2 separate regions of the Larimichthys crocea genome follow, and region 2 is linked to region 1. The links are chromatin contacts, called in public Hi-C maps. All regions are on one chromosome and are shown on one strand. The core of a region is the stretch at or near the end of the contact, and the rest is flanking DNA. Distances in the headings are between cores, read along the strand shown. Region 1 holds the start of hypk (huntingtin interacting protein K). Region 2 holds the start of znf408 (zinc finger protein 408).

What was found. Hi-C and Micro-C count contacts between places; a contact is called where the count stands out from the background.
Region 2: a Hi-C map of muscle shows a contact between it and region 1, with 9 times the contacts expected there. The contact joins the promoter of znf408 here to the promoter of hypk in region 1. A contact is called at or near these places in 3 of 7 Hi-C or Micro-C datasets (all in muscle).

The regions. Positions count from the first base shown.
Region 1 is chrVIII:6,653,077-6,655,776 of L_crocea_2.0, forward strand. It overlaps hypk (huntingtin interacting protein K), which reads right to left and starts at 1,259. Exons shown (of 4, transcript XM_019257120.2): 1 at 1,026-1,259. The coding sequence starts at 1,187.
Region 2 is chrVIII:7,010,933-7,013,632 of L_crocea_2.0, forward strand. It overlaps znf408 (zinc finger protein 408), which reads left to right and starts at 1,384. Exons shown (of 9, transcript XM_027281131.1): 1 at 1,384-1,512.

The sequences.
Region 1 (2,700 bases), core at 9-2,508:
TGCTGGCGTCTAGTATCTATGTCTATGTGTATATGTCTATGTGTATATGTCTATGTTTATATGTCTATGTTTATATGTCTATGTGTATATGTCTATGTTTATATGTCTATGCCTTACTCTGTTTGACCTAAATGGAACGGAGCCTTAATTAGTACCACTGTTTCCTATTAACTAAGAAAAAGTGTACTGTAACACTGTTTGGACGTTTCCTTTCCTGTTGTGTTTAATCTATATCGAACACTTTAATGAGTTTATCTGAGTGTATGTTGATATATCTGCATGTTAAATCACTTAGAGCCTGTCAGCTAACAGTTAGCCACTGAGATAACCGTTGGTAGATAATTCCCGCCTTTTAACACGTAGTCATGGAAACGGCTCATGAATCTATAAGTAGAGTTAAAAACGGAACACGGTTCAACTTTGACGCTTCACACGGTTTAACGTCAGACCGTGTCAGCCCGACTGCGGTAACGCTATCTACTCTACACAAAATCTAGTGCGCGACTACATCGGTTTGTACGGTAAAGCGTGTGAGCGGCTTCATGGTGCCTTCAAGTGCACATCGGAAACCCAGAAATCAAATAATAATAATAATCTCTTTTCGAAAGATACATGCAGATTTACAAAAATCATTAAATAAACAAATCAACTCCACCTGATTCTTTTTCTACATGTCCCCAGCTACTTCTGGGGTGAATTTCAAGTTATTTTACTGTACTATTTTCTAATACAGTATAATATAATGTATGCATCACTATTAAAACAAATAGTACAGTAAAACAACTTGATATTCACCACAGAGGTAGCTGGGGACATTTGATTTGTTTATTTGATGACTTTTCTAAATCTGCATATGTAGCTTAGAAAAGAGATTATGTGATTTCTGAGTTTCCGAGGTGCGCTTGAAGGCACCATGAAGCCGCTCATACGCTTTACCGTACAAACCGATGTAGTCGCGCACTAGATTTTAAAGTGCGTTGCCGCATGTTCCCCTCGGCTAACGTCGTTAGCTCCGCAGCTTTCACCGTTTCTAAGTCCGAGCTGGAGATTTCTTTCTCCTCCGCGTAGTCCGTGACTCTCTCCAGGTCAGCGGCTCCGCTGTCATGCTTGCGGGGCTTCTCCGCCGGTTTCCCGGTGCAGTTTTCTTCGGCTTCCAGGTCCAGATCGACGTCTCCCTCCGCAGCCATGTTTGCTCGAGTACAAGGGCCGGAACGAAAAGGAAGGTTCCGGCCAAACGTCGGAGGGAGAAACGGGGTAGCACCGGAAAGGGAAATCACAGTTTAACCCTCTAAATAAATAAATAAAAATAATCTGAAGAATTTTTATTTTTATTTTCTTTGGGCTCTGTTGCATGCACTGTACTTTCACATCCAGGGTATTTGCACCTGCCCCCCCTTTCTCCATCACAATAACATTTCACAGTACACTCTGTCTTATACATAAATATATTACACTGGGGAAAACTATTTTTGTTGAGTTAGGTCTGACACCTGTTTTTAACTAATGTTTCAGGTGCTGAATCCAAAACTGATCTCAGTTTTTCTCGATCACGTCAAGTTTTTGAACTATAGGATCCCTGTTTTCTTAAAAAATATGAAAAGTCCTGTACTTAACAGATATGTTAACATGCATTTGAATGTTTCTAGTGGTAAAAATTCAAATATTTCATCAAGGAACAGCTTCAAAGTTCATTCTTTCAAAATAAAAGCATGCATTTTTAAGCAAAAGAAGTTATACTTATCAATATTCTGCTTTCTTTTAGGTCTAATTAAAAAATCAGGCACATCATTTAATTATTAATTAACCTCAGTTCTATTTCCAAAAGTGATTTTAGTGAAAGAATGAATCAGATCTGTCATATTATCTTATACTGTAACAGATATGTGCTTGTTTCCACTGAACAAAAGTAACAGTCTGTGCAGTGATCTTTTTGGGGATACCAAACGCAACTTTTCACGTGTTCCTTTGGTCCACATCTGTAAACTCTCCACACACTGCTTCCACACTTTGTGAGGAGCCCATGGCTTGTTGTCTTGATCACCGAGTTTTACTTTAAAATATGCAAAATATGCATGTTTGATAAATGCACTGATGTTTGCTTTCCTCTGACTTGGAATGGTGAAACTAGCACAAATACAGCAAAAGGAGTCAGGGTGGTTTAGGCGTTTACGACGAGAAGTAGCAGGAGCAGACATGATCTGGAACAAAGGAGATATATACCTATGGAAATCAAACACTAAGATGGAATAGTTACAAGCTTTGAAAGTGGAGGAGCCACAGCCGCCCCGTGTGTATGATCACCTGAAAATAAGAATCTTTTTACTTTTGTTACTTAAAAATGATCCTTTTATATTTACAGTGGGAGCGGGTCCTCTTTTATTGAAACACCATGTTTCTACAGACTAAACTAAAAAGTGACTCTAGAAGTGTTGTTTTTCCTTTACACTGAGATGGTGAGGGTGATGTGAGGAGACTGCAATGCAGCAATTAGACCACTAGATGCAGCTAAATTCTGCACACTGGACCTTTAATACTCAGACGTATATAAAGCAGTTGAAATTAGCTCCATCTTTTCTTGAACAAAACAACATAAACATCAACTTAAAATAACGTTTCTAGTCTTTCTCTAGTCATTAAGTCGTGTATTGGTTGTGAGTGATCAAGCTTTGTAGCAGGTTGTCTTCAGCTGAGCGTCACTGC
Region 2 (2,700 bases), core at 134-2,633, 360 kb after region 1:
TGTCCCAGGTCTGACTGTTTGTACTCACATCAGTCAATGCCAAATTTAAAAAAACACTTTGGTTGCTGCCTCCTGTAATGGAATCATGACTGCACAGCTCTCATGTCTGTTCATGCTACGTAAAGATGTGAAACTTATATAATTAGACTGCAGATCAGTCAGTCCTCCATCATTCCAGGAGGGTCACCGCCTAGACATTCCAGGTACAGACAACAAACACGTCTTTCACCTTCCGTCTGCCTCTCAGTGAGCTCAGTGTTTCTGAGGTAAATAGGATACAGCACTGACTCATAGGGATAATAAAATTACGGTAAATTTGTATTTGCCGAGCAGGGTGGGTTGTAGATGGCGTCAGCGTTCCCTTGTGACTGAATAGGGTCCATTAAGGATCCTCTGTACCCCACCCTGTTCACCTCTCTGCCCCGGGCCTCCGGATAAATCGTCTCTCTCTCTCTCTCTCTCTCTCTGCTTATTTTGCTCTTGTTAATTAGTAGAAAACACAGAAAGTGCTTCATGCTGTGAGCAAACTGTGACCGTTTCAGATTACATAAGATAAGAAACACTAACTTTATGTCAGAGTTGATATTTCGCTGTTTGAACCTCAACATGGACCTTAAAAAACATCCGAAAAATACTAATAACTTCAGAAAAGTACAGCAGTATATTATATTTTCAGATGTAGAGAAAGGATGCTGGATTTTTTTTGTCTCGCTGACAGTCAGATAAAAAGATTGATTCCACTCTCAAGCTACAGCCAGAAAGGTCCCACGCCATTGTTCTGACGGCCCATTATTCTGAAATATAGTTTGAGAAATGTCCAGCTGGACCAAAAGACCATTTGCACGGCAGCCTGTGTCGTGGTCAGAGTACAATGCCCCCACAAGACCTCTATTTCATTGCTTTGGTCTTCTCCGGCTGACTGATTTAAATCTATATCATAACGCCTGTGTGATGCATCAAATCATTCATAAATCTCACCCCAGACTATGTGTGCTCGATCTCTCTATTCTATTCCAGTGATACAATGAAACCATGTCAAGGAGCTATGCACTTTTAATTGTTAGGAATATTCATACATTAAAATTCAGATGTAAATAAATAAATAAATAAAATATAATAGAAATAAAATAAAATATAAATAAAATATAAATAAAATATGAATAAATAAATAAATAAATAAACCATATAACTAACAATAAACTATACCTAACTATGAATAAATAACTACATAACTAAATACATACATAACTACCTCACAAGCTATACATACCCTATCCCTCACTCCATCCACTCATCCCTCCCTCCCTAATCAATCAATCAATCAATCAATCAAGGTGCTGAGCTGTGTGAATGTTTGCGGAACCAAAGACACTCACCAGCTGTTTCTCCCAGTCGGTCGGACCATAATTTAGCAGGGACTCCTTCCGTCGGTTGGATAGCGATACTTTCCCGGAGTTTAATCGGAATAATTAAAATAATCAATAATCGATCAAAGACAGCGACTCACACCAAGTACGTACACACTCATTAAGTCTATTCAAAGTGATTAATGGTTCATTTAACGTCACAGGTCGTGTTTGTTCTGAGCTAGCCGGAATGCTAACGCTCCGTATAAGTTAACGTGTGACCGTTAGCTTCGATAAATGATTAAAAATCTGCTTTAATTAAACAATTAGCGTCACTTCGTGATTAATTAACAGCAGACAACAGCGTCACAGCTTAATTGACTTAATTCAAACTTAACTCGTCGATGTTGACGGATGTTGGCCAGAAATGCGTTTTCCCTGCGTTAGCCCGAGACCACAGGAGACTTAAAAGGAAGATTAATGAATATAATTAACATAATTAACATAATTAACATAATTAATATAAAAAGAGTCTGATTTATTAACTACAAGTTAATGTTACGTGACTCTAATATAGCAATAGATTATTGTAACAGCTGAAATAAACCTGAAATAAAGTAAAAAGTCATTTAATGTGAATAATTCAACTTTATTTATTTCTATAGAACAGAAATATTACATATATATTATATACATTTTATTTCATAGGCACCTTTCTGTCACCTTACAATAAATGAGAGTGACAGAGACAAACAGAAAGAACCATAAAAGTATCAAATTACAAGGATACAACATTAAAAACAGGTTAAAATAGGACAATGTAACTCAATCAGATGGAAATCTTAATTTTTAAACAGGTGCAGACTTAAAATGTGAGAGACAAAAACTAACAGTTCTTAAGGTAACAGAAAAACTAGAGATTAGAAGAAAAAGTAAAAAGCATAAAACTACAACAACGAAACAGATAAAAAGAAAATTAAGACCTATAGGGTAAAAAGCATAATTTAAGACCTGTACAGTGAATAACAGGGAGTGATCAGGACATAAAAACTCAGCAGTGAATGGCACCTCAGGTAAAAGCCAGGCTAAAGAGAGATGTCTTAATTAAATTAGATTAGATTAGATATACTTTATTCATCCCACCACGGGGAAATGTACTTGTTACAGCAGCAGAGGAAAGTGTAGCATACACTACAGAATTAGAAAAAAGTAGAAAAGGCAAAAAAAAACCATAATAAACAGACAGAAATATCTATAACCTACAATAAACAGACAGAAATATCTATAACCTACACAATAAACAGACAGAAATATCTATAACCTACACAATAAACAGACAGAAATATCTATAACC